Regions from separate parts of the Mus musculus genome. Here all the other regions are linked to region 3. A link is a contact called in public HiChIP or PLAC-seq and promoter capture Hi-C data. All regions are on one chromosome and are shown on one strand. Each heading gives the region's core, a stretch centred on a gene start, on an enhancer-like site or on the middle of the called end of the contact. The rest is flanking DNA. Distances are from core to core; before and after follow the strand shown. Region 1 holds the start of Tgfbr2 (transforming growth factor, beta receptor II). Region 2 has its middle 30 kb from the start of Gm31014. Region 3 holds the start of Gpd1l (glycerol-3-phosphate dehydrogenase 1-like). Region 4 overlaps Tgfbr2 (transforming growth factor, beta receptor II). Region 5 has its middle 24 kb from the start of D730003K21Rik.

What was found. Promoter capture Hi-C pulls out the DNA fragments that hold promoters and counts their contacts. HiChIP or PLAC-seq counts read pairs in DNA pulled down with a chosen protein or histone mark.
Region 1: a contact with region 3 is called in a promoter capture Hi-C map of pre-B cells, with 6 times the contacts expected there. The contact joins the promoter of Tgfbr2 here to the promoter of Gpd1l in region 3. A contact is called at or near these places in 1 of 39 promoter capture datasets (pre-B cells), 2 of 115 datasets of contacts at active chromatin or transcription factors (large pre-B cells and microglia) and 1 of 9 other capture datasets (macrophages).
Region 2: a contact with region 3 is called in an H3K27ac HiChIP or PLAC-seq map of large pre-B cells, with 3 times the contacts expected there. The contact joins the enhancer-like site here to the promoter of Gpd1l in region 3. A contact is called at or near these places in 2 of 39 promoter capture datasets (hippocampal neurons and pre-B cells), 1 of 15 datasets of contacts at CTCF or cohesin (large pre-B cells) and 2 of 115 datasets of contacts at active chromatin or transcription factors (embryonic forebrain and large pre-B cells).
Region 4: a contact with region 3 is called in an H3K4me3 HiChIP or PLAC-seq map of pro-B cells, with 4 times the contacts expected there. The contact joins the enhancer-like site here to the promoter of Gpd1l in region 3. A contact is called at or near these places in 3 of 39 promoter capture datasets (hippocampal neurons, liver and pre-B cells) and 3 of 115 datasets of contacts at active chromatin or transcription factors (astrocytes, large pre-B cells and pro-B cells).
Region 5: a promoter capture Hi-C map of cranial neural crest shows a contact between it and region 3. The contact joins the enhancer-like site here to the promoter of Gpd1l in region 3. A contact is called at or near these places in 2 of 39 promoter capture datasets (cranial neural crest and pre-B cells), 1 of 484 Hi-C or Micro-C datasets (B cells) and 2 of 115 datasets of contacts at active chromatin or transcription factors (large pre-B cells and pro-B cells).

Annotation. Positions count from the first base shown.
Region 1 is chr9:116,173,976-116,177,588 of GRCm38.p6, forward strand. It overlaps Tgfbr2 (transforming growth factor, beta receptor II), which reads right to left and starts at 1,388. Exons shown (of 8, transcript NM_009371.3): 1 at 969-1,388. The coding sequence starts at 1,062. Gm40582 (a long non-coding RNA gene) reads left to right here and starts at 1,669. Exons shown (of 3, transcript XR_871320.3): 1 at 1,669-1,761; 2 at 1,936-2,044; 3 at 2,736-3,613.
Region 2 is chr9:116,082,705-116,085,974 of GRCm38.p6, forward strand. No RefSeq gene overlaps it. Among named protein-coding and RNA genes, the nearest start is that of Gm31014, 30 kb to the left of the region's middle. Within about 2 kb of position 1,622, at least 88 of the 459 cell types and tissues checked have an H3K27ac peak or open chromatin away from gene starts, as enhancers often do. A contact at or near this core is called in pre-B cells, where this site is marked.
Region 3 is chr9:114,932,550-114,935,858 of GRCm38.p6, forward strand. It overlaps Gpd1l (glycerol-3-phosphate dehydrogenase 1-like), which reads right to left and starts at 1,438. Exons shown (of 8, transcript NM_175380.5): 1 at 1,122-1,438. The coding sequence starts at 1,168.
Region 4 is chr9:116,137,392-116,140,879 of GRCm38.p6, forward strand. All of the region lies in intron 2 of Tgfbr2 (transforming growth factor, beta receptor II), which reads right to left. Among named protein-coding and RNA genes, the nearest start is that of Gm31292, 6.2 kb to the right of the region's middle. Within about 2 kb of position 1,495, at least 90 of the 459 cell types and tissues checked have an H3K27ac peak or open chromatin away from gene starts, as enhancers often do. A contact at or near this core is called in liver and pro-B cells, where this site is marked.
Region 5 is chr9:116,349,410-116,352,603 of GRCm38.p6, forward strand. No RefSeq gene overlaps it. Among named protein-coding and RNA genes, the nearest start is that of D730003K21Rik, 24 kb to the left of the region's middle. Within about 2 kb of position 1,657, at least 32 of the 459 cell types and tissues checked have an H3K27ac peak or open chromatin away from gene starts, as enhancers often do.

The DNA of each region.
Region 1 (3,613 bases), core at 138-2,637, 1.2 Mb after region 3:
CACACACACACACACACACACACACACACACACGGCCACCGCAATCTCTGCATTTCACCCCAAATCGACCCTGGCCATCCTCTTAGTTACTAGGGAAGGTCATGGAAAGCCAGTGATGAAAAGAGTGTAAACTTTCACAAACTGAACCACTGCATTGTACAGTAGGGAAAACTGAGGCCCAGAGTCATGTGACTTGCCCAGATCGTGGCCCTAACTCTAACTTTAGAGTTAAAATGCCAGATTTTAAACTTTCCAAGCAAACCCTTAGGAAGGAGCCCTAGAGCCTGCTTTTCTCCCTTAACTAACCCCTGCGATGGGACCTGGAGGACAACCTGGGTTAGGTGTTTCCATTGAATAGTAGCTGCTGAGATCTTTCATTCCAGGCAGCATCCCTATAGTCCATCACTTAGTAGGCATGCACTAGATTTTTCTCAGCCATCAACCTGACCACCCTCACTGGGTCCTCATCCCGGCAGGCCAGGAATCAGCGAGGATAGAGATCAGTTCTCTTCTCTAACTTGTATCCAGTGAGTCACGGCCCAGAATCCCTCCCGAGATGGCAAAGCTGAGGACTGAGAGTCTGGCTCAGTCGCGGTGTCTAGGGCAGTAAGCGGCCCAGGTGTGCAGCAGCTGGGCGTCCAGTCCCCTGCCGATGCTCCTCCAAGTTCCAACTTCTTAAACTTCCCTTTCCGGGGCTCCAGGCCCCTCGCGGCCGACCTGGCCTTTCGTGCGCGCACAAAGGGGGTCAGGAGCGTCCCCAAGTCCCCTGCAAGTGGACTGTCCTGCTCTTTTGCGAGAGATCTTGCCCGGATCCCCGCGGGCCTGAACCGACTCGGGCCGCTACAAACTTCCCGTTTCCGCTCTCGCACCGGGTCCCGCGGCCGACTGTCAATCGCTGCCCTGGGGGCTGGAGGAGGAGCGGGGAGCCCCAGTGAACCCCCAGGGTCGCGCCCTGGCCACTCACTCACCCGACTTGGGAACGTGCGGCGGGATCGTGCTGGCGATGCGCGTCCACAGGACGATATGCAGCGGCCACAGGCCCCGGAGCAGCCCCCGACCCATGGCAGCCCCCGTCGCTCGTCATAGACCGGCCCCTGGTGCGCCACGAACCGAGCCTCGGGGACCCCGGGCTGCGCCTTTACTCCTCGCCCTCTCAGGATGCGGGCCAGATGTGGCCGGCGATCCCCGGAGCTCGGAGGCCCGGAGGAGGCCCCCGGCGGCCGAGGAGAGCTGAGCAGGAGGCTGGGGCTCCGTCCCCCAGGCGAGCGTGTGCGCGCGCGGGGGGTGTCGTCGGTCGGTGCGCGCGAGTGACTCACTCATCAACTTTACCCGGGCGCCGAGAGGGAAACAGGAAACTCCTCGCCAACAGCTGGGCAGGACCTCTCGCCGCCGGAGAGCCTTCCAGCTCCGGCCCTCTCCTCCAGCTTCCAGCCCTCGCCTTCCTCCGGCCGCCAATCAAGGCCGCTGGATTGGACCTTGCCTGGACTCTACAAACTTTTAGCTGCCCACTCCCAGCGCTCCCACGCAACCCCCACCCCGCCAAGTCTGGGCTCCAAGTTCAAACTCAGAAGTGACTAAGCGCACTTTTCGCAAAACAAGCTCGAAAGTGGTGTAAACCACTTTCCTTGATACACCTCCAGGCACCCCCACACCTTCTAGGCATTACTCCCAGGGGCTTCATAATTCCATTGAGACCCAGGAGAGAGCTCTGAAATGTAGCTTCAGAGTCCCGAACACGTTGCTTCCCCTAATAAAATAAAGGTAAGCACTTCTTCACTAGAGCTTAGTTTCAGTTTTATGTACATGCATGTGTGATCACGTTGTAAAGGACTGTTTTTTACTGTGGAACAAAATCCAGGAGTTTGTCTCAGAGTTTAATGTGCGTATTAATCACGTTGGGTTGTGAATTTAGCTAACCTGCAGGTTCTGGTTCAGTAGGTCTGAACCCAGAGTGTCTGCATGTCTAATGAGCACCTGGGTAGAGCCTCCCATTGGAAGGACCGTTTCCTGGGCGTGGTTTGCTGGGTGAAGCTCTGTGATCAAGGTAGGGCTGATATTTTCAGGGTGTTGCCTCTAAGAAACTAAAGAAATTAAAGTATGTTTGGGGCCAGACGATGATGGCACACGTGGGCGGGTCTCTGTGAGTTCAGGGCCAGCCTATTATACAGAGTGAGTTCCAGGGCAGCCAAAGCTATACTGTCTGGGAAAACAAACAAACAAACAAACAAAAACCCAAAAAACAACAAAAAAAAGTGTCTTTGGTGGTGGAGTCTGCTTTTCAATGATCGCTCTTCGATAAGATAATTCGAGTAAGGAGAGAAAATACTTGGCTGGAGGTAGAAAGGCTATCAGTAGGAAGACCCATCAAAATTTCCATTCTTTCTGGGGTGACCATGTTTTCCAGAGACAATCTCTACAGTGTGTGTGTGTGCGTGCGCGCGTGCGCCTGTCTGTGTGCAGCACGGCCTGTTTTTTTGTTTTTGTTTTTTTGTTTTTTTGGTTTTTGAGACAGGGTTTCTCTGTATAGACCTGGCTGTCCTGGAACTCACTCTGTAGACTAGGCTGGCCTCGAACTCAGAAATCTGCCTGCCTGCCTCTGCCTTCCAAGTGCTGGGATTAAAGGCGTGTGCCACCACTGCCTAGCTGCCTGATTTGTTTTTAAGGGTTCATTTTACTGTATGTGTGAGTACCTTGCTTTCATGTCTGTATGTGCATCATGTGCATGCCTGTTGCAGAAGCTATAAAAGGACATAGAACCTTCTGGAACTCGGGTCACCCAAGGCGGCACAAGCCACGCATCCAGGAGGTGACTATGTGAGTGCCGGGAACTGACTCTGGGTCTCTGTAGAAACTGCACATGTTCTGCATCTCAGAGCGGCCTCTCTAGTTCCCTGCCTCAAATGAGCTTCCCACTGATCCTGGAGATGGAAGATGAGCTAGACCAGCTAGTCACCAACCCAGACATCCTCCTGTCTCTGCTTCACCAGTACTGGGGGTTCAGATGCATCTGTGCCAGCTCTGTATGTATGTGTGGGGGTGTGTGTATATGTATGTGCACATCTGAGTGTGAGCTCATGCACATATGCTGAGGGTAAATTTGTTAAAATTGGATTTCTGAGTTTTTGATTCAGCACCAAACACTGCTTCTGGATGCACCTTCTAGGAAAAGGTCATCTTTTATCCAAAGAGTTCTTGTCTCGTGCATCTGGTGAGAGAATGCATGGATAGACAGTAGGAGGGTGCGCGCTGCTCAGCGCACATGCAGTCGTGCACTTATACCGTGTTAGTGAGGGAGACAGGCTGAGTTCAAAGTCGGATTCCCCATCTTCCTTCTGGGGTGGTCTTCTCTCAGGCTACTGCCATCCCTTGAGCATTTGTCTTGCAGGTCACTCATCCACAGGCAGGGTCACTCTGGGTGCTTCCACTCAGTGCCTGAGATCTGAGCTGAAGGCATTTTTAAAGTGCAAGCTCTGTCACTATCATTGAATAGCATCACCGAGCTCGAGGAGCTAGTAGGAAGCAAACCCTTGCACCTGCTCCAGAGTCCCCATCCCCACACAGCCCTGCTCTGCTCAGAGCCTGTTCTGCATTCCCAGGGCCTGCCCCTGTAGAG
Region 2 (3,270 bases), core at 372-2,871, 1.2 Mb after region 3:
CTGTCACTGGAGTCACAGGAAGTTTTAAGTGCCAAACATGGGTGCTGGGAAGCAAGCTCTGATCCTCTGAAGGAGCTGCAAGCACTCTTAATTTCTGAGATATCATCTCCAGCCCCATCACCCCCCCCCTTTTTTTTTCTTTCAACAACAGAACTTTGGCCTTATGATAATGTGAGCACAGCTGAGAGTTCTTTCTGTCTTTGGACTGAGAGCCCTCACAGAGTGCAGGAGGACATTTGGAAGTACACCCTATGGAATTTCAAAGGACTTCTCTGGGTTTCTGTTTAACAGCCCCACCGCAAAGTCATCCTGTCCTTCTATGTAGCCTGAATGGTTTCGGTGACCAGAATGTCGCCCTAAAAAAAAAAATCACTGTGGAAGACCAGAATATGCCACAGCAGACACATCTCTTCAGCATTTGGACTATGTTGAAATGATCCTTTGGAAAACATAGGACTGGGAGGGGAGAGAGGAAGGAAGATCAGGGTGGGAGAGAGCGAGGGGTGGAAATGATGTAAAGAGTGATCATGTGAGAAATTCTCAAAAAAATATAATAAAATAAAAGCGAGATGCCTGCTTAATTAGAGTAGGAAGATGATTAACAAGCTATTTTTAAGTGCCGCGAGTATCAGGAGATATACCAGAATAGATTATGCCATGCGCAACTGATTGGCAGGCCTTGAAATGTGTGCAAGTTCCCAATCTTGTCTTGATCAGCAGTCTTTGCAAAGCAGGCCTGAAAGGCATGGCCCCCAACCCATAAAGTATGAAGCCATAATTATTCAAGTGAAAAAAAAAAAAAGGAAACTAATTAGAAGCGTGATAAGCAGTGATTAGGCAGTTACTTCAGGGGAAAATGAAGGAGATGTGCAGATGCCAACCGGGGTAGCTTTCCTGAAAAAGGGATAGACAGGCTGGTTTAGATGAAAAGTTCCCTGTCTGTCACCTAGGGAAGCAAGTGCCTTCAAGACAGGGCCATTAGCATGTCATTTGCACACTGAATTTAAGACAAAAAAATAAAAGGTCACCCCAAAACAGGAAGTCCTTGGAGCAGAACAGGCCTTGCATCTAAAAGTCAGTGAGTTGCAGGAGGCACAGGGTCCTTCCCGAGGGCCCTCGGAAAGCCCACTGCTAATACTCCTGACCTTACAGTAGCCAGAACTCAAATGACCGGGGTGGAACAGAGCCTAGAGGTGGGTCAGAAGACCTTGGCTTCTGTTTTGGCCAAGGCTCTTGGGACTGAGCCCATAGACCTTGTACATTTGGTCTTGTACAATAAGACTTTTGCTTTTTGTGCTCTGGTCAGCTGCTCTCTCCAGCTCTCCAGTGCTAAGGGCATCTTCTCTACTCTGGAGTTTGAGCTAGTGGTCTGGTTTGAGTGTGAATGGCCCCAACGGCTTGCACTTGAGCCCAGGCTGGTGGAGCTAATTTGGAAACCCGTGGGAATTGAAGTGAGTGGAACCTCAAGGAGGAAGTGGGCCATCGAGGGTTCACTTCCGGTTCTGTACCAAGGTTCCGCCTCTGAAGTTTGCTTCCTGATTGTGGACAGTGTTAATCCTACCAGATGATAATAAGTCCAGTAATACAATTTTGAGCCAAATCTGAAGCAAGCTTTAATTAAACATTGGCCAGGGTGATGAACTCTGGCTAATTCCACTCTGGGGTTCCCAGAAAATGGGGACAGGTCACATTCTACAGTAGTTAATAAAGGCAAATCTGTAAGGCTGTTATGTACCCCACCAGGTCCAATCATTGGCGAACATATGTCCTGATGTAATTCCTGGCTGTGTACCGCCTGCCTACATCCAATGAGAGTCAAATGTACTTCCTGACGTATTTCCTACCCACATACCTCCCACCTACATGTCATCGACCACAACCTGTGTACCTGGGCAAAAAAGTTGTTTAGAGGAGCAAAACAATAGCTGCCTGCTATATTTCAGGAAGTATCTGTCCTTGGGCAAGGTTGGAGACATATTCTGTTTTGTGGATCTCGTATGCACAGTAATTAAATCTTAAAACATAACTTAGCTCTCATAGACACTGTGTGACCAGCGGCCTCCGGTTCGTGCTGCCAAGTCTTCTGAACCACAATGGATTGCGTCACCTTCAACTGTAAACGCAAAGAAACTTCTCTGCCCCCCCCCCCTCCCGCTTGTCAGAGCGAGCAACCAGAAATGTAGCATAACCATTGAGTCAGACCATTGAGCTCTCCAGGGCTTTGTGTTGCTTCCCTAGCGCGTGCGCGCACGCACGCACGCACGCACGTACCAGCCAGCTTGCAAAGGAAAACTGGCAGCCCATCCTTACCTGAGTATCATCCACAGAACAGAGCATGCCCATGCACACATGTGCAGGGAGTAGGATGGGGGATGGCGAGGAGCCCCGGAAATACAAGCAGGAGAGGTAAGGACTATGAAACCCCTCTAAAGGGCTGTGCACCAAGTGGTCAGATTTTTTTTTGGAGCTCTTTTCTCAGGGCTTGTTAGGCCACTTCCATTCCTGCGTTTAATAAGCTGTCTTTTTTTTTTTTTTTTTTTTTTTTTTTGGTTTTCGAGACAGGATTTCTCTGTGTAGCCCTGGCTGTCCTGGAACTCACTCTGTAGACCAGGCTAGCCTGGAACTCAGAAATCTGCCTGCCTCTGCCTCCCAAGTGCTGGGATTAAAGGCGTGTGCCACCACCGCCCAGCGGCTGTGTCTATTTTTAGACAAGAATTGGCAGCCCGGTGAACTCATCTCCTGTGATCGTTATAAATAAGTGTGTTCATCTCCCAATGACTTACAAAAATCAGTGTTTTACTCATCAGCCATTCAAGAAACAACACTTGTGAAAGTCCAGGCTTCAAGTTCTACTCTCTTTCTAATATCTTTTGAGATAAGCGCATATCTGCTAAAACAAACAAACAAACAAACAAAAATGTTCTAGATGGCTGGCAAATTGTGAAACCATCTCAGGCACACGCACACATCTCACAAGTGAAGAAATGCTACCCTCACCCGGAAGAAGAGTGCCTCTTCCCATTGTTCTCACAGCAAGCATTTCTTCAGACCTTGTCAGGGGAGTGCTGGGTAAATTAAGTGGAGAAAAAAGAACATTCTGGCTCTCCTAGAGCAAAACGGGATGGCTATGGGCACAGAGATAGAAAGACATGTACATGGACTACCGGGCATTTCCTCATGTATGTCGCCTCCCGATGTAGTCCCATCGCGCTGGCCAGTTTTCATCAGGAGACAAGAAGAAATACAGAAAAGCAGGCACTTTGGTTGCAC
Region 3 (3,309 bases), core at 188-2,687:
GCAATCAAATCTGAGAGTAGATCGCTTGGTCTACCCAGCAACTATCAGGCCAGAGCTAAAGTAAAACCTGCCTCAAAGAAAAAAAATTTTTTTATTTAGTATATGCCAGGCACCAGGTAAAGGACTGAGGCCAACGCAAGGGTAGAGGCCAGCAATAGGAGGCCGGGGAGAGGCCACCGGTCCAGCCAGCTAAGGTTTCCTCCAAAAGTCCTTTCAGAGCCAAGTTTTCAAAGACCAGTCAGGTGGCTCCGACGACTCCAGAACAGTACCGCTTCTAGCAGCCTGAACTGTGGTGTGCGTCAGACCACAGGAAAACAGAAGGGGACAGAAGCCACGAGAATGGCCTTCAACTGTTCCACCCCTGGGCCGCGGGAAAAGTCTGGAACGCACCATACTCTGCCTCCTTCTCACGGAGACCCCCAACTTCTCCTGCGTTAAGGGCCACCAAGGTATGCAAACTACTGGAGGAGCTTCAAAGCCCTCTAAGCACCAAGCACTTTACAAGTTAAGTCAGAAAATACAGCCCAGTGGTGACGCGAAGCTCTGCAAACACCTTTCCCTGGGACCCTCACGTCCCGGTTGGGGGCTTGTTTTCTCTTCTCGGATACCACGTTAACATGATTGGGAACCACTCGCCAGAGGAAATGAGAACTGTCTCTTGAAGCCAGCACTGTCCCAGGTAGCAAGGACCCTTCTCACGCTCTGTGCCTCCGTTTCCCCAATCCCAAAACTGCAGTAAGGACAACTGAGCCTCTGCAAATTCCTCCACGGGGGTGATCGGCAGGGGAGAATAGAGAACGCCCTTGGGTTGTTTTGCCAAGTACCCGGGCGTGGCGAGCAGGTGGCCCTAACCGCAGGGTTACCAGTGCGCAAACAGGTGCCCGCGGGCGCGGTGCGCGCTACCACCCGGGCCACCTTGGCCCCGCACCTCGCGCTCTGGTTCCTCGGCGTGGCCTCTGTCCGTGCAGTGTCCAACCGGGACAGGCGGTCGCAGGCCCGCCTCTCTGCCTACCCGCGATGCCCTGGTGTCCACGCTGAAGCAGCGGGAGAGCAACCCTGGCCGGCCCGGAACCGGGGCTTCCTGGAGGCGGAGACCGCGCCGCCCACCCGCCTCTGCTCACCAGTTCCCCGAGCCCACGATGCACACTTTCAGAGGCGCCGCTGCCATGGCCAAGCCGGATCGCTGCTGCACAGCCTTCCTCTCAGGGCCAAGCCGGATCGCTGCTGCAAGTCGGATCGCTGCTGCAAGTCGGATCGCTGCAACACACACTGTGCCTCCCAGGCCGGCTGCTCACCTCCACAGGAACGGCCTAGTATAGGCGCTCCGGGCGACCCCGCCCCGCCCTCCTGTCCGCCAATGGCCACCGCCACCCTGCCTAGGCGCCTAGGGCCACAGCTGACAGCCCGGAGGACCCGCCCCACCACTCCCAGGAACCACTGCGCACGCCTGGTCCGGGTGGGTGGCCGGGTCAGCCTCCGGTGTCGCCCCACCCCTGCCCTAGGAATGTTGGGATGTGTAGTCCACCTCCCTGCGGGCTCCCTTTCAGTTCCAGGCGGGCCACGTGCAGGCCAATGTTATTGCGCAGACTGGAGCTCTGAGCTCCTGCTGCTGAGTGTCACTATCCTGGACAGAGCAAGCCCGACCCAACTTATACAAGTGTCACCTAATCGCAATTTGCGCAGGGACAACTATCACTTAAGGGTGGAGCCTAGACAGCCTAAGTAGTTGACTATGAATTCACCCAGATTTGGAGCCTGCGCCTGCTTTAACAACGGCTGTCAAATTCGTATAAACGGGACAAGTCCAGGCACCCCTGAATTTCCTAGCGAGCCTGGAGCTTTAAGTCTTCTGCCATTGATCTGGGAGTATCTACTCTACAAGGGTGGCGTCGTAGTTCAGTTGGTAGAGAACTAGATTGAACACAGGAAGTTCAAACACTAGCGCCTGGTGGCTCTGGCCTGTAATCACAGCACGTGGGAGACGGAGGGAGAATCTGGAGTCCCAGGTTATCCTTGGCCAAATAAAAATGGGAGGCCACCTTGTCGCAAACAAGTACCCTTGCATTTCAGGATGGAAAACTTGTCTACACAGGATCAAAGCAGAAACTTGAACTGTCCCCCTCATACGGTTACCCAAAGGGCATGCCCCTTTTCTCTCCCTGCCAGAGCTTCACAAAAAAGCCATCCAAACTGCTGTACTGCAATTGGGCACGCCGCGGCCGCGAAAAACAGAGATGGTGGAATGTGTTGTAATCTCAGCTTCAGGGAGGTAGAGACAGGACGATCGGCAGTTCAATGTCATCCTTAACTAGACAGTGAGTTTGAGGCTAACCTGGGTCACGTGAGCCCCTATCACAAAGCAAAAGCAAGAATGGAGAGTGCTAGCTCACTTAGCAAGGAAAGGTGTAACCCTAATGGAAGTCAGATCTCCAGGGCCCACGGAGGAAGGAGAGAATCGCACAGCCTCACAATAGTAAACAAACTTATTTTAATTAATTCATTTGTTGAGACAGAGTCTCACAGTGTAGCCCTGGATGGTCTAAAACATGCTAAAGACCAGGGTGGCCTCAAACTCACAAGAGGTCTGTCTGCCTCTCCCTCCCAAATGCTGGGATTAAAGGCAACTATCTGGATTAAATTAAATTCATTAAATTAATGTCTGGTTTAAAATAAATTTAATTTAAAAATAGAATAGGTTTATTTCTTGCACTCTAGAGGCAGAGGCAAATTAGTCTCTTTGAGTCAAGGCCAGCCTGGTCTACATAGCAAGTTCCAGGTCAGCCAAGGCCAAACAGTGGGATCATTTTAAAACACCAAGTCAAACTGTGTGTGGTGATAAATGCCTTTAATACCCAAATGGGCAGGTCTGTATGAATTGGAGGCCATCCTGATCTGTATAGTCTGGTTACACAGCGAGGCTCTGCTGCATAATGAGTTCCAGGCCTGCCTGGGGCGGGGGAGGGGAGCACAGGAGACCCCATCCCCCAGCTCCAGTGGTTGAGAAAGGAGCCCTTGGCAAGGTGGCCCTGCCTTGAGAAGGGAAGCTTTCTGGGGAGCCAGAGAGTGGACCCACAAATAACTGAAATAGAAAATTGGGCACAGAGGAGGGCTCTCCATTGGGTTCGGGGAGCCTCCTGAAAAACAGTGGAGGCCAGCACCACGTGGGCATCACTGGTGACACAAGTGACCATTTTCTGAGAGATGGAAAGGCTTGTCATGAAGAAAAGAAAGCACCATTTGGGCTAGCCTCAGTCCTGTACGGTGCTCACTTTGGTCCATTTCCTTCTGAGTTCAGGAGTGGGTGGGAGT
Region 4 (3,488 bases), core at 245-2,744, 1.2 Mb after region 3:
CACGGGATAACTTTGTAGAGTTGGTTTTCTCTTCCAGCTTTACTTGGGTCTCAGGGATCCAACTAGGTTCTTCAGGACTGTGCAAAGAGGACTTATATCTGATGAGCGATTCACCAGCCCTACTCATATACCTCTGAATTCATGCACCCCTTTAGTACGGTCCAGGTTTGTGGAGAACCTGAGAACTCATTGACTCCACACATGACTGTGATGCCTGGCTTGGTGCTGTATATTTAAGAGTGCCATTGCTATTGCTGCAGTCGAAGGCAAAGCATCTTGAAGAATAACCCACAGCAAGTAGTGAACAGAACTCACTATGCCTTGAAGCTGAGCTTGTCAAGTGTGAATACACACTCAAATCCCTCAGGGGAAATATTGAATCTGCAGGTGTAGCTCGTGCACAAGCTCACAGAGCTGTGGGGGCTGGTGTGTTAGACATTCATAGAGCAGACTAGAAGTATGGAAACCAGACAGGAACTCATGATGAAGTTTCTGGTCAGAGTTCTTCCCCAGGAAACTCCACTGCTCACTTTTGTAGTGTACAACAGAGTCACATGATCGATGGTAACCTCCTTTGGTCAAAAACAATTAACTACAGCTGCCAATTGTATATGCAGAATAGCTTCATGGCAGTGCCAGGACTAAGGTTTCATTAAAAAGCTAAATGTGGGATAGAGAGACTATAGCTCAGAACGGATTTTAATCCTCAGCCCCCATGACAAAAAAGAAAGAAAGAAAGACAAAAGAAAGAGAGAGAGAGAGAGAGAGAGAGAGAGAGAGAGAGAGAGAGAGAGAAAGAAAGAAAGAAAGAAAGAAAGAAAGAAAGAAAGAAAGAAAGAAAGAAAGAAAGAAAGAGAAAGGAAGGAAGGAAGGAAGGAAGGAAGGAAGGAAGGAAGGAAGGAAGGAAGGAGGAAGGAAGGCAGGCAGGAGGGAGCTGGGCATGGCAGTGCAATTGGAAGTTGGACACAGGCATATTCTTGGAGTCTGCTGGCCAGTTAGCCTAGCTGACTTATTTGGCAAGCTCCAACTAATGAAGGCCCCTGTTCTAAATAATATACATTTTTTAAAGGTAAATATTTGTCACCTGAGGAATGACACCTGATGTTGCCCTCTGGTTTACACACACACACACACACACACACACACACACACACACACACACACTTTACACCTAGCTCTGTACACTCAACCCATCCATCCGCCTAGCAAGTCTGAAGTTATTCTTATCTGAGGTAGAGGGTCACTGCACGCAGCAGGGAGACCCGCCATTTCCCCTTTTCTCTGTGGGTTTTAGAGCTGGCAAAATGGAAGGCTGTTTTCCTTGCTCTTCACAGCATGTCTCCTCCTACAGCTCTTTCCATCTGCTTTCTCTTAGACTTGGCCTCTTAAGTGATCGCAGGCCCAGAGGCCAGCTCGCCATCTGGGCCCACGCTGAAAGACTCGATCTCGGAATGGGTTTTAATTGCAGCTGGCATTTCAGAGTCAGACACCCAAGCCACCATCTGGCAGACAGCGATGTGGTTTGCCATGCCGGCAGCTAACACCCACGGCTCAGGAGACCAGGTGGGACCAGCCCACTGGCCTGTCACATGGCCTCCCCCCCAGAACAAAGAAGCAAGTCTGTGGGAATCAAAAGTTCCCACTCCTACGCAATATGGAAGACAATTACTGCAAGCCATCCAACAGATGCAAAAATGCTTCCTAACTAAGTTTCAGGGTTAAAAAAAAAAAGTCTTGACTCCACTTCCTTGTGTCATTAAAGTATTTTGCCATGGAAGAGTGAAGTGAGTGTCTCCAGGAGGCAATGTCTTATGGTCCCTGGGCATCGGTGCTAGACAGCACCTTACTGTGAAATCACAGAGGCTGAAGGAAGGTGACAGGGGTCACTGTACTTTATTAAATGGGCTGTGGAGATAGTAGTGTTTGGTCAACAAAGTGTTTGCCTTGCAAGGCATGAGGACCCAAGTTCAATCCCAAAGCCCACGTCAAAAGTCAGAAGTGGCACACTCTTGTAATCCCAGTGCTAGGAGGTAGAGACAGGAGGATGCCTGGGACTTGCTGGCAGTTGGCATAGCCTACTCGGTGATCTCCAGGTCTGTGAGAAACACTGTCTAGAAAAAGACAGGTGACATTCTCCCAGAATGTGATCTGGGGTCATTCTCCACTACCAACATATACACACAAGCACACATCCATATTCAAGGCACTTCATTAGCACTTTATTAAAACCTGTCAAGGACGACCAATTTCATGCTCTGAAATCTACTTGCAATGCCTTGTGCTTCCTGCTCGGTAACTACAACAATCTCAACAATCAGTGAAAGATCAGGGTCACTAGAAATGCCTGGCCCACGGGGCTCTTCTTCCTCTTCCCTGTTGCTGAGAAAAGAAAAAGATCTGGTGGCAGTTTCTGTCCTTGTCATCGAGACTGAAGACTTAAAGACAGAGCCCCTGAACCGCACGATGACAGAGACAAACACAGACAACAGTGGGCTCTGGCCTCCCTGGCTTGCTCTGACGAAGATCATTCAAGCCTGGCATGGTATGAACCTCACTTGCAATCCCAAAACCCGATAGGCTGAGGCAGGAGGATTGAAGACAGCCTGAGCTACATTGTAAGACCCCAGTTCAAAAATGTTTTTTTGAAAGGAAAGAGAAGCCGGGCAGTGGTGGTGCATGCCTTTAATCCCAGCACTTGGGAGGCAGAGGCAGGTAGATTTCTGAGTTCCAGGCCAGCCTGGTCTACAGAGTGAGTTCCAAGACAGCCAGGGCTACACAGAGAAACCCTGTCTCGAAAAACAAAAACCCAACCAACCAACCAACCAAACAAACAAACAAACACAAAAAAAAGGAAAGAGAAAGAGAAAAAGAGGGGTACAGAGGGAAGGAAATGGAAGAAGGGGAGCTGGAGGGGAGAGACAGAGACAGAGAAAATAAACAAGATGAAAGAGGGAGAGATGAAGAAAGAAAAGAGGAGCAGGTCAGATCCTGCAGTGAGCCAGCCAAGGTGTGGGGCACAAACACTCTCACGTCAGGTGTAAGCCTGTATTCGCTCTGGAGAGTCTACCTTATCTATGTAGCTCCTCTGACAGATTCACTGCCCTGTCACAGCACCAAGTACAAGGCCCACACGAACAGGACCGCAGAGTGGTCCAAAGCTGGACTGCCCAAGCTACTGAGCTACTGCACCCAGGAAAAGCAGCCAGACCCAGATGGGGTTCAGAGAGGACACATGCACAGGACACCTCCCCAGGCCCTCGGGATGTGTTCCCCATCCCACCTCCCGCCTCTCTGCTGCAGGAAGCTTCTATTCCTTGGACGGTGCTCATGTGCTGGGTATCCTTATGCTTATGGCAAGTCTGGGCAGTGGGCAGATCCAGCAACTTCACCCAAAGGCAAAGGCAAGTTCTTCTGGGGCATCTTGTCTAGCTGGGTCCTTGGGTGACAATCCCGAGCAGGCCTTGTCGCTCTCCTGAAGGCCATTCTGG
Region 5 (3,194 bases), core at 407-2,906, 1.4 Mb after region 3:
GTCATCTCCAGTAACCACTCGTAGAAACAGGAGAAGGGACCTTGGAGGGCAACTGTATTCTCCAGTCTATACTTGTCACCCTGCCACTAAAATTCTGATTCTTCGATTCCCTGGGTCACCTATGCTCACCATTCGAATTCACTAGTTGTTGGGTCTCACTTACACACATTTTGCTCCCAACGTTAATGTTGCTTTGTTCCTCCAGTGGCCAAGTCTGCGGGCTCTCCTGTGGGGTGCAGCAAAAGACCCAGTCCCCCCGAGCTAAGATACATCTTGTGGGGATTCTGCAGCTGCTTGTCATTTCTTTTCCCTGTAAGTGGCAAACATTTTTTGCTTTGTGGCTCACACAGTCCCCCTCAAGATCATTCAGTGCCTGCCTCAGCGAGTAAGTAATTATAGGCTTCATACATACATGCATGTATTCCAGTACAACATGATATGCAGGATACAGGGGGCCACGCTGGACTGGATCCCTGGGCTCTAGCTTGCTGACCCTTGGTTTATAGTAGTGGAATTTTCTTCATCATATTAAAAGCCATTTACATGGACGACATCTCCAGGGGCAAGGGATGTTGCCCAGTTAGTAGCATGCTTAACGAGTATTCTAGTCTACCTATTGTTGTTTTGATAAAGACAATGAGGAGAAGCAATTTGGGTGTGGAATGTGTTTATTTCATCGTAAAACTTAAGAGTCTATCGCAGGGACCGGGAGGACGGTAATTCAAGGGGGAAGCTGGAGGCAGGAAGCAGCGTCCCTTCATGGTCTTTGCAAGCTGAGCTTGCTGTCCATGATTTGCCCAGCTTGCGTTCTTATACCATCCAGGCCACCTGCCCAGAGGTGCTGCTGCCAATCAATCAAGTAAACCTCTCAGGGACTGCCCAGAGGCCAGTCTGATGGTGGTGCTCTCATCGGCTGAGGTCTCCTCTTCTCAGACAGGTTTAGCCTGTGTCAAGTTGTCCAAACTCCAGCCAGCTCAACCAGTATGCACAAGATCTGGAAATATGAACCCCAACACTGTCTAAAATTAATTATGGTGGTTCAGTCCTGTAAGTCTAGTGCTCAAGAAGTGAGGGCAGGAGGGTTGAAAGTTCAAGGTCACCCTCCGCATATAACCAAGTTGAGACTCTTTCATGAAAAGAACATTTTTCAAACAATCTTTTCTTTATGTTTATCCAACTATCTTAACAGCTGTCTCCTTTGTCTCGGCTCTGCCTTTACTAGGAGAAGGAGCTACATATGTGCTTTTGAAGCTCAGGAGGAAAAGGACCAGGAACACAGGCAAGCACACAACCTGGTGTACAGGGCTGTCTTTGCTTATTATGCCTGCCCGGCCTCCCAGGGAAACCAACACACAGTTGGCTGGAGAAGCCACAGCTGAATACACTCAGTCAGGGATTCCTGGGAGCCATCATTTCCACTGTAGGTTGAGAGTCAGATATTTTGTGTGGGTCTCAACTTCTAGTTCCTTCTTATTTTTGAAAAAGAAGAAGTGAACGAAATGAACAGTTATTTCCAAATGGAGTGCCTTCCTTGGGCTCAGAGGTGTACGGAAATTACAAAGTCCAGGGAAAGGAACCTTGCTCAGAAGTTCCCAGTGTTCTCGGAGTGGTTTTACCAGGGTAGAAAGAGCCCCACGTGACCTATGGAGCAGGGCAAAAACAGCCCCGAGTGACCCATGGAGCAGGGCAAAAACAGCCCCGAGTGACCCATGGAGCTATCACCAAGTTACCTTATTTGAGATTTTTAACCCAAGCAGTTTATAAACACAGGATGCTTTCCAAAAGTGTTTCTGCCTTTCTCTCCCATTTATGGAAACAAAAGCAAACATTTCACAAGGGCAGAGGCACTGAACTCCTCTTCGTTCGCTGGATGCCTGATGATCCCTGGGAAAGTGTGGAGTCGGTAGAGAGTGGGGAAGAAACTGGACCCTGGCCAAGCTGGCCCTGCTGCTTAATGGTGCCCCAGATGTCTGAAGCAGCCTCGACAGATGGGCCCAGGGCTCTTTGTTTGAATTTGAAATTATAAGTGAAACATAAGGCAGATGTTTGCCTTCTTCAAAGGGAAGAATATTAAGAAGGAAGGCATTTAGAGAATAAGAAGGCAAAAGCCATTGTCCTAACTTGCATTGAAGTTTCTCATTCAAATCCCCATTAGGAAACTGCCCTTCTCTAATCAGAAGTAGAGATGGGGCCAGCGCTACATTCTTTTGATGGCTAAGGTATGCTACCAACTTGGCTGGATTTAGTTTCTACGAGGCGTACCTCTGCGCGTGGTTATAAGAGCATTTTCTGTGCATGGTTATGAGAGCATCCATTACTAGAGATGTTTAACTGAACACAGACCTATCGTGATTGTAGGGTACACCGTCCATGGGCTGGGGTTCCAAATGGAAATAGAGAAGAAAACAAGCTGAGCTCCAGCAGCCGCTTCTTCCAGCTCCCCGACTGTGGATGCCTTGTGAGCAGCTACTTCAAGTCAATGACCGCCACACGTTCTCTACGCGGGACAGCCTGTGTCTTCCGACCGTGTCAGAATAAACTCCTTTTCCTCGGGGAATTTTTATCATAACGATGAGAAAGAAAAAAAAGTAACTAATGAATTGTCCTTGTGAGTGGGTGACAGAGGAGACCCTCTGCTCCTTAGATCTTGGGTTGACACCCTAGAGAGATTTTCTAAAGGGATAGTGTGCCCTCCTTTGGCTAACACACTGTAGAAACACTGGGAATCGAACCTTGGTGGTCAGGCCTGGCAGAAAGGACCCTTTACCCACTGAGTCGTTTTGCTGGCTCAGGATAAGTATTTCATAGGTTAATAAATAAGATTATTATTTATTACACATAGTGGCATTGTTGTAGGTTCGGAATGAGGCCTCTCTGGGAAAAAAAAAAAACAAAAACAACAAAAAACAAAAAACAAAAACCTCCCGAAGGTCTTGCATGAGCCACTTTCCTCCCAACAGTGGAACAAGTGGAACTCTGCTTGCTTAATGGATTCTTCAGGGTCCAACATGACAAATCTGTATTGTTTTAATGAATGAGTCTTGGGTCAGTTGCAGACTGTGGGAAAGCTTGCTTACTGCTGCGGGAGCGGTACTGTACCATGCTCTGGCCTGCAGCTTGATTCTGCTTGAGAGTACAAATTTCTGTAACCTTCCTGCATTCCCTTCTGAGAAAAGATGAGCTGTAAAGCTGTT